Linked DNA regions of Anser cygnoides: region 2 is linked to region 1. Evidence: chromatin contacts called from public Hi-C data. All regions are on one chromosome and are shown on one strand. The core of a region is the stretch at or near the end of the contact, and the rest is flanking DNA. Distances in the headings are between cores, read along the strand shown.

Evidence for each region. Hi-C and Micro-C count contacts between places; a contact is called where the count stands out from the background.
Region 2: a Hi-C map of liver shows a contact between it and region 1, with 4 times the contacts expected there. The contact joins the enhancer-like site here to the promoter of PARD3 in region 1. A contact is called at or near these places in 4 of 7 Hi-C or Micro-C datasets (fetal liver and liver).

Annotation. Positions count from the first base shown.
Region 1 is chr2:14,827,556-14,832,790 of Taihu_goose_T2T_genome, reverse strand. It overlaps PARD3 (par-3 family cell polarity regulator), which reads right to left and starts at 3,136. Exons shown (of 23, transcript XM_066991516.1): 1 at 2,724-3,136. The coding sequence starts at 2,843.
Region 2 is chr2:14,865,478-14,870,712 of Taihu_goose_T2T_genome, reverse strand. All of the region lies in intron 1 of PARD3 (par-3 family cell polarity regulator), which reads right to left. Among named protein-coding and RNA genes, the nearest start is that of PARD3, 38 kb to the right of the region's middle. Within about 2 kb of position 2,117, at least 1 of the 3 cell types and tissues checked has open chromatin away from gene starts, as enhancers often do. A contact at or near this core is called in liver, where this site is marked.

The DNA of each region.
Region 1 (5,235 bases), core at 1,887-4,386:
GCCATATTAAGTTGTTCCGTACTTAAAGATTTAGCATTGAGAGCTGTGTTAATCCGTACTGATTTTTTCTGCTTTGAGATTTATGCATCCTACGCAAAGCCAGCAGCACCCCCAACAAACTGCAGTAAATTGTGCGCTATCCATACGCTTTTCAACAGTCTTAACGTTTCACAGAGAGGAGAACCTTACTATCACCTTCCTTATTTTTGTCCGCATTCCTTCCGTTCCCAGCACGTCTACTTAACCTAAATAACACCAAGTCGAGAAAACTCGAACCGAGGTCAAAGCTTGAAGTTACTTGCTCGTGGCAGCCTGCAAGCACGAAGCCTTGCTGTCTCGCCACCGCTACCCAGGCAGGGCAGCTTACTGCTAACCGTAACCTGAAAACCACAGCAAAGCGCGAGGCAGGCTCAGAGCAGCTGGCACTTCAGCTCTCGCGTGCTTCAAGTGGTTCTCCTGCAGGAACTGCTGCATAAAGCAGGCACGCTCTTTTTTCGCAGGATGAGAAACGCTGTTTTTCCTGTCAGTATGAAAACCATAAACATAATTAAAGGATTCTGAATAATGTTCCACCAGATACGCTTTTTTCCCTAACAGCACAGTCGTGGTTAAGCAGAGCTCGGTGTCAGCTTGATGCCAGCTGCCAGATCCTGCCTTCAGATGTGCCCACATACCTTTACCCTGGCAGTGCAGGAATTACTTTGTTTCCTCTCTGTCTCTTTCTGAAGCAAAGACTTGCTCAGTTGCTACACTAGCACAGACACCAACCATCTAAGTGCTACAAACAGACAGCAATCTATGAAACCCTGCCACTGAAGCCATGTTACGCTACAGCGAGCACAGGAAACACCAGGATGGGTTTGCTCACGAGGCACTGAGGAGCCGTCTCCTCGCTGCCACACATCGCCGTGGAAAAGCTTCAGAAGTTAAGTTAAAAGCAAGGTGTGACAGTGCCTATGTACAGCACTCAGAGAAAAGCCCGTGGACTCTGCTTACTGTGCTTTCAACCACACTATTTCCATATAATAGAAGCAATCTCAGTAATTATGACTACCTCAAGTCCATACCGCTGGCATACAGCATAACCGCCATATAAATACTAATAAATAAAAAAAAAAAAAACGTGTCATTTGAAACCCCGGATTGAGAGCTCTGGGGACGGGGGACCAAGGGGCAGGCCAAGTCTGTCCGCACATCTGCAAATGGTCTTGTTAGTAAATACACCAGCACGGTTGAAGAAGAGTTACATCATAACGTTTTTGTTTTTCCACAGGTGGGCCATCTCCCTCCCGGACAAGCCGTGCCACCTGCAACCAGAGCCCTTTCCCGGTGACCAGCACGCCTTCCCTCTGCTGCAGTCGCTCCCAGCCTCCACATCACACCGCAGGGCCTTACCGCCATCCCCGAACTCCATTCAACGGCTGGAAGCAGGAACGAAGGTCAGTGGCACCCGAGCTACCTCCCCGCGGGACACAGGTTTGGAACACGAGACATCAAAATAATGAATCCTTATCAATGCCGTAACTCTTAAAAATGAATTCTGCAAGCTCTCCTCATCTGAACGCCCCGATGAAGCACGCAACACTCCCCCGGGGGACGTGCTTGGCTGCTCACTGTTACCTGAAGCAGAGGCACTTTCGCCCACCGCCTCACCCGCGCACGCAGCTCGCTGCGCGCACCGCCGCAGCGCGCAGGTAACAGCTGGTGTGCAGCCATTCCCTAGCAAGCTGTTTTATTCCTCTTCCAGCCAGAGACACAACTGCTGCAAGAGGTGTAATAAAAGCGTATCGAGAACATTTCCTGGTTTTTCCCTCCAAAACCATGATCTTCAGGAATAAAGCAGGGAGGTGAGGGGAACGTCGGTTACTTTTCTCCCCGCAGCATACAGGGCTCTAAGGAAACCAATCTCAAAAACTTTGCTGGGAACCCCCTCAGACCAGTCAGTACTATTCACAGAGCTCCTCCAGCAGCGAGGCGCGGTTTCAGTGAGCCTCCAAGTCAGCATTTGCCAAAACAAAACGTCCAGATTGAGTGAAGACCACCGGAATGGCTAAGGAAGCGAAGCTTAATCCACCACTTGAATGAACCAGGTGGAAAAAAAGGGAAGGGAGCTTGCTTAAGTTTCCCGTCCCAACAAACCGGCTGACTGAGAAGTTTGCAACAACAACGTGCAAGAAAAAGAAGAAGGATTTTTAAAAACGGGGGATAGAAGCCCCAGCAGATCTGCTGCGGAAGGCAAGCCGAGCGTGCTCGCACCGCCGGAGATTTCAACATGGGGCTGAGGGAGGCCGGCACAAGCGGGAGCCGGGACCGGCCCCTCGGCAGGCCGGGGCCTCACGCACCCGCGGAGCCGCTCCGGCCGCCCCGGGCCCCTCAGGGGGGCTGCCCCCGGCCGCCGTCCCCGCGGGGCCTGGAGGGCCGGGAAGCCTGGGGCTGGATTTCCAGCGGCCCCCGCGCCCGGCCCGCAGCCGGCCGGCCGCGCTCGGCGCCTCGGCCCCCGGGGCAGAGCCGGCACCGCGCCGGGGCCCCGCGTCCCTCCGTGCCCGGCCGGGGACGAGGCGGCCCCCGCGGCTCAACCGCACCCCGCCGGGGGCCGCCTGCCGCCGCCGGGCACCGGCGAACAAAGGGCGGAGCGGGGCAGCCCGGACTTTTCCCTCCCCGCTCCGGGAAGCGCCATATTGATCGCGGGCGCCGCTCCCCGCGCCCCCCTCCGTCTCCCTCACCTTGGCGATCGCCTTCTTGTAGCGGGTGACGGCTTGCTGGATGAGGCTGAAAACTTTCATGTTCCCGTCCCCGCAGGGCACGACCACCCGCGTCCTCCCGAAGCACACCGTGACTTTCATCCTGCGGGGGTGTGCGGGGGGGTGCTCCCGCGTCCCTCCGGCCCCTCGCAGCCTTCCTCCTCCTCCTCCTCCTCCTCCTCCTCTCCGCCCTCCGCCACGGCCGCCCCCCGGCGGGGCGCGGCGCTCAGCCCCCGGCCGGCCCGGCGACGGGGGGACGGGGACACGGCAAGGCGAGGGGGCCCGGCGGCCGCCTGGCTGCGGAGGGGGAGCGGGGAGCAGCCGGGGGCCGCTCACATGCCGCTGCCCGCGGCCACCTGCTCGGCGCCTGCCCCGGCACAGCGGCGGTGGCGGCGGGCGGGGCGCTGGCGGCGCTGCCTCCCCGCTCCGGAGGCTCGGGGCATTGCAGCGGGGCGGGGGCAGCCCGGGAGGACCGGCGGGGAGCCCCCCTCCGAGCCGCCGGGGGCCGGCGGGGGGCTGAGGTGGCGCTGAGGGGCCGCGCCGGCGGGCCGCCGGGCTGGGTCGGGGTCCCGAGGCCGGGCTGGCGCTAGGGACCCCGTAAAAACCCCTGCTCCCCTCGGCCCGGTGTGGTTCTCTCAGGGAATGCTTGGCACAGCTCGCTGCGCCTTGACCCAGGCAGCTGCCTGCTAGCTGAACCGGAGAACCGCAAAGTAGCCCCAGTTGGAAGGGGCCCGCAAGGATCATCCAGCCCCCGGCTCCTGGGTCCGCACAGGACCACCCAAAAATCAGACCGTATGTCTGAGTATTCTCCCTCACATGTGTGAGTACGAAGAAACCAAGACACTAAACCACAGAGAATTTGGAAACGGAAGCTTTCTGCTTTCCCACCTGATGTCTGAGGAGAGCCACCACACAGAACCAGGTGCTCCTCGTGGTCCTTTGCGCTTCTGTTAGTGCGACAGAACCAACACAGAGTGAGGGGAGAAAACTGGTGCATCATCAGTAACCTCAGCATCGATGAAATCGCTGAGCAATTTTCTCCTCAAAGCACTCAGAAGTCAAAAGGTTTTGCAAATATCACTCGCGTTTTTTCATGGATTTCACCCAGGACAATGGAGTTGCACAGTTCACCGAACACTCGGTATGGGCTGACAGCGTATTGCTTTTGGGTATAAACGGTGAAATTCAAATTAACCGCAGAGTGAAGGTGGAGTTTGGAGGACAGCAAGGCAGGAAAAATGCTTTTTTTCCCCTGAATTTATTAGTGGTACCAGAGCACGAAGCAGTTGGTAGTCCACTCTGGTGCCCATAGGCAATAGTGTTAGTAACTTCCAGAACTTCAGACGTGATACAAATGGCAAAGCTATCGGCAGTTTTGTGGCTACACAGTTAAAGGGCAAAATTAATGATTTTCTTAAAACTTCAAGGGTGAAATTATTGCCTAATTAAGTCAACGGTATCATGAGAATGGCATCCCTAGCCCTTTGCATTCTAATTAGCACTTCCAAGTGAAGCAAGCAGAGTTGGTTTATACTGGTCCCTCAAATATCTGGTCCAATTTCCTTGAAATCCATAGATTTTTTTCCACTAATGGCAGATTTGGAAAGCTTCTGGACACACAAAGATGAAACAGTCCACGCAGTAGTCTACAGATGATTCTGCTTTGTTTAGATGTTAATTTTATTTCCATTACCCACCCGACTTATCTGAACTAATGACTTAGATGAGGATCTGAATTCTTTATGAGAAATGATACGGCTGCCTGTGAAAGCAGGAAAAAAAGCACACCTGCCCTATTATAATATTTTATCTTATCCCCAGCATTTCAATTCTGCGGAATAGAAAGGCAGCATGCAGGAGTTCAGAAAGGCAGAAATGAAATAAAACGGGAGTACACAGCTTCCAGCTTGCAACTGAGACAACTGAGCACACTCCACAATTTTATGGCCGTAGCCTATCAAATTTATTATTGGAAAACGTTGAAAATTTCCATTAACCTGCTGTTTTTGTACTTTCTAGGTGATCATAAGAGCTGCTGAGAACATACTGAGAGGATAAAAGAGTTATAAATCCTTGATTTAATAGGCATCATCTGAGAAACTTGCAGGAACAGCTGTAAAAATGTGAAGTCAATAGAGACTCTTCCAAGACATACTGCCTTTTAGAAGCAATTTTACAGTGGCATAGACTGTAATGATCAACATTATGTTTCGGCAGTCATTTGCATTTATCCACTGAAACATAATGTTGCGTATCAGGAGGAACTTTACCACACTGCTGTAAAACTTATTATTAATAGATACAGTTGCTGGTCAACAGTAATTATTTCACTGTTCCGACACTGCTACAGGTTTTTCATGTTTTCCTGTGATCTAATCCCAGCTCTTACTGTCTTTAGCAAGGTTCTTGGCAGTTTTCCCAGCTGTTCTAACAGTCTCCTGGAAAAAAAAAAAAAAAAAACGTAAAACAGTTTAGAAAGAAATATTGACAGTTT
Region 2 (5,235 bases), core at 868-3,367, 39 kb before region 1:
CAGATTATGGATATGAATCACAGCAATCAAGTCCAGAGTTCACAAACGCGTAATAAAATGTACTGACTATAATGGTGCACGATCTTCTATGCAGACATGGGAATTTGGGCAACAACGGTGAAAGAAATGCACAACATCTTTGGTGTGTAGCTTGGCAATTGATCCGTGAGTGAATTTGATTAGAGAGAGAAGTGTTTTCTAGTTCTCCTGAGAGCTCCCTTACATCCATCCATCATTACAGCACTGCTTGGATTTAAGCTTCCATTGGTTTTTCAGCCACAATGACAGCTCTTCAAACTCAGAGCTAGATTTAGACTGGAATAATGTATTTTACTGGAATAAACAGCCACATGTGTATGTCTTCATATACAGAAATAGATGTTGCAGACTGACGTGTACGATTGACCTATGTCAATTAAACGTTAAAAAAAAAACGTGTCTGACAAAATGCTTCAAGGGAAGATTTAGGAGGGCACAAACACAGCTGTCTACTCTACTGACAACCAGCGTGAGATGAAGAGCCTAATTTATTTCAGAAATGTACTGGAAATAAGACTTTCATTTGGGGGCTATTAATATCAAGCACCATGAAAGATGGAAACAACGAATTCTGATACATGCTCCCCAGTGGGCAGAGTCAATTAATCTTGTAGTATATGAGCTCTAAACTACGATTAATATGCAGAGTTGTAAAAAATACTACAAACAGAGCCTTACATTTCCAACACCTTGTAAGCTATGAAGTTAGTAAAGAATATGAAATGTCCTTCTCTCTCCTGAAGACTACTATTCCTCTGGAAGCTTCAAAGTCAAAGTGTGGTGGGTAGGACTTTGCAATACAAACAGCTTTGCCGAACCATGTAGAAGGAATGCACAAGTTATGTGAATCACAGGAAAAATCATCACTTTTTAGGTCAGCGATACGGTATCTTATGTTTCTGATAGGATTTAGTTTTATTAATTAGTCAAGCAGAAAGAATTTTTTTCCTGAAAACAGAAGCATGAGTAGACAATAGACAACTGTGAAAACAATGTAGATAGATAAAGCACTTGTACAGCACTGTGTGTTCAATAACAAGGATAAATGTGTTCTAGGAAGGCACAAACCAATGCATCTCTAGACACCAATATGGGAAAGCACCTGCCCTTGCTCTGCCAGGTGGCCCAACCTCTGCGCTTGTTGCTAATAAGTAAGATGGGGACTGAAGGCTTCGGGAGTTTCCACTGTGCCCTACAGAAGTGCTCCCAAGACTACAATGACCTTGTCACCATTTGGAAGACAAGGAAATGGCAATTCTTCCCCTTCCTTCATCCTCCACACCTGCATGGAGATTGTAGCTCACACCATAGTCTGCTTCTATGTGTCCTAAGTAGGCTGACACGAGGACAGAGGACCCTCACACCAGCACCCCATCATCGCATCCACAAGGATCAGGCACCAGAGGCAGAGGATGGCTGTTTCACACACACCTGTGCATACCCACATGAGTGCCTGTGGGGCAGACCCACCAGGGAAGATTTATTTCCAGTTAGTCTGCAAAAGCAATGTGGAAATAATCATAGTAGCATGTTAATTTATCCGTTAAATACTTTTCAAGACATTTTAACCAAAACAGGCCTTATTTTCATCTCTGGGGGAAAGTTTTAGCAACAATATTTAGCTATTACTTTTCCAAACTGCCCAATCTTTTTGAAGCAGTGTAACTTCAATATTGTCTTGTGGCTCTGATTGAAGGGTACGGTCATTCATTTCTAGACACTCCTAGCATTTGTCTAAAATGTTGAGAACAATCCCTATATAAATACAACTATTACAATCATTATTATTTTTGTAAGGTTAAATAAAACAGATTTGCCAATCTTTGAATTCAGGACTCTGAATACTGCCAATCCAGAGCAGGAACTGCAAGGTTTTGCTTCAGGTATGGGTGAAAGAAAGAAAACACCTTACCTCCAAACTCCCTAATAGTAATAATCTCAAGGATTATTTGCTTTGTTTTCAAATGTTTGCATAACTTCTAAAGATAAAGATTAAAAAAAAAATTTACTCTGAGGTAGCCTTAGATTTAGCACGGCTGTATTATAGCTGCCTGACCATGCTGCGTGGTATTACCATTTTTTTATGATAAAGAATAATTAGCACCATAGCACGCTGGAGACTTCATCGGGAAAATAAAGACAGAACAAATGCTGAGAGTTTGTGTCCGTGCTTAGGTCAAAGGTCATCAGTTACAGTTCTTCCTCACAAATCTGCTGTAATCCTCTTTTTCAAATCAATAACCAAGCTCATGCCTGGCCCAAGCTCAAGGCCAGCCCCATTTAACCAGAGGAAACCAGAGTCCCAGTTCCCACCCTCTGCGTAGTGAAAACAGCCCCTAGCAGGAGAACCCTAACCATTCTTGCCCTGAGCTCTCATCTCTGCAGTGACTCTACCCTTACTCTCCTCAAAGTTCTCTCTTTTCCTTCAACCTTATTTATGGTGCCAGAATGCCATTTATACCAAAAATCACCTGGTCCCTGAGGCTGCCGGGTGCACCACAACCTCCCCCTTCTTCCTCTCCCTCCTCAAAACCTACTCTTCTCCTTCATCATCCATAATCATTTATGGCTCACCATCACTTCCATAGCTGGCCAGCAGCAGCAACAGAGAGCACTCCCAAGATATTAAAGCAAACACTGATGACAACTATCGGGAAAAAAAAAAAAAGATTTAAAAGCATCAGCCTTCCATTTACTGCACCGCAATCACTACACTGGTATTCCTTCCAACTTTACCTCGCGATACCCTTGCAGACCTAGCTGCATTAGTGCCCAGCAACATGAGCAAAGCTTGCAAAGTTAAGCCCTGAAAATGAATCCACTAACGTAGGAAGTTGGGGGCTAGCATTAAGAGCCTCATTTTACTTTCTTAGTTATCTTCTCCCTTGTCACCTACAGCGATAGGGAGCAGCTAACAGCAGGGCACTGAACTCTAACCCATTACGCATCTTCCAAAATTGCTTAAATCTCTAACAGCATGTCTGCACTCGTCAAAATTAAAGCAGAAGTCTTGATTAAGAGAGAAGCAAAACCAGCTAGTCTTCTTGACCTGAAATGAAAGCAAGAAAAAAAAAATAACCATTAAAACCAGTGAAGCAATGCCAAGCCCTATTTTGAACAAAAGGTAAACTTTTAAGTCTTCTCAACTGAGCTGTGAGTACATCATATAGGAAATTGTAAAAGCAGCTTAATTTTTCCAGCTCTGGACACCATGATCTGTGTCCCTAGACACTGGTGCTCTCAGTCCTAACCTATAATGTGGTCTAGGTTAGAAATTCCCATCTTCATAGCAAAGTCAACCCTGGCAAAAGATACAGATAAATGACTCAAATGTATGCAGGGTAAATATGTTAGAAATGCACTAAAATGCAACACAATATTCCACCTTCAATTGTATCTTTCAGCCCTGTAAAAAACAAGTAATTATCTTTCCTCTTCTGGTAGATAAGTAAGAAAGTATTTGTTACTTGCTCAAACCTGGGTTTGAAACCTCCAGTTTCTACTTCCTTACATGCTTTGAGAAACTGAATTTATAAAAATGCTTTCAGTAAAACCATATCCTTATTTCTGAGAATTCTTCATAGAGCCAAAAAAAATGATTAAAAACAAAAACAATTCAAAAAAAAAACTCAGTTCATACATTTACAGAAAAGTTTTGTTTTGAAGTTTTATTTTCTGTAAGTAATCCCTTTAAAATGAATACAGTACATTGGAGAGGAAGAAAAACAAGTAGCAAACCCTGGCTAATGAGCCCTAGAAAAAAAACAGGTTCTTAGAAACTACACAAGTCTTTTTTTTTTTGAAAACCTGTCTATATTATTCATCTGGGCTCTCTCCAACTGGTGCCACACCAAAAGGCTGAGATAGGAAGGTGCCAACATCTCTTGCTAACTTTGAATTATTAGTGTTTAACCACTACTGCTGTTACTTGCATTAAGATAGTGTCTTAGGTTCCAGTGAGGAGCAAAAACTGCTTGCTGTTCTGTAACCATACAGGACAGCAAAACGAAAAGAGCTTGCTGAGTAGGAATAGATTAAAATACGGCATCTTTTCGGCTGTTGCAGCATATGTTTTAGATAGCATACACTCCCAAACAACTCCCAAGCCAGTGCTACATCAAGCTAACTGAAGTTTTAAACCATTTCATCTAACCACAGCCTCTGTCCATGTATTTTTGCAAAACACTTCAAATGAATTAATTTAACTTTGCAAGTTATCCCCTAGCAACCAATGGTCCTTTGTTGTGTCTCTTCTCTTCTACATTAATAGCAGCAGCACTGCTAAAAATACAATGAAGTTTCAATAACTGGGATAAAAATATATTAGAAAACAAAAACTTTTTAAAAACTGGAGTGACAGAAGCTTGCAAGCAACAACACAACCTCCTTGCATAAATAAAACCCACTCTCCGATTTTTAAAACTAAGAATATTGTTCCTACCGAGGAAATCTGCCACATAAAGGTTTTGTATTTGGATTCTCAGACTCTTCCCTTATGCTTGGCTTTGATTCAGAAAAGGGAAAAACAAAACAAAACAAAACAAAAAATGATGTGCACTTAACCAATTGAAAACACTAAGAAAAAAGAAAGCACATTCAGGAACCCAAACACGCATTTCCATTTCGCAGGTACTGAGGACTTGCTTTCTAGTGGGGAATTCTTCAGTTTGGCTGGAAGTCTTAGGGCTGCTTTTACAAGCATTTTGCTACAGAAAAGTAACTCACTCGCAAGTGTGCACAGAGGAAAGCGCCAGCGCCCCGTGGACAAGCCAGCCCCACGGAGAGGTCAGTTACACCCGATACCTCCCCAGCATTACCAGGGGATTCAGCTTCTCCGTGGCTTTATGAGACTTACTGCTGAGAGAATTCCCAAAAAAGCCCCCAGTCTATATTTAGTGAACTTTTTCAGATATGGAGAGGTCATGAACTTCCTTGCTTTGGTGAGACAAGAGCAAGATCTACGGGCTGCAAGCTAAAGATAAAGTTGGCTGGGGGCCGTTGCTATCTTGCAGGCAGAAAGCATTTCTAAATCAGAGCCCCTCGGCACTTCAAGATTAAGTAGGAAGGGGGAGAAAGCAGCGTTTTGCTGCATTTTTACGCATCGGTGCCGAACAAAAGGGTGAGGCAAAAAACCTCCTCTTCATTTAGTCCTCAATTTAAAAAACAGACTGTTTATACAAGCACATGTAAGAGATT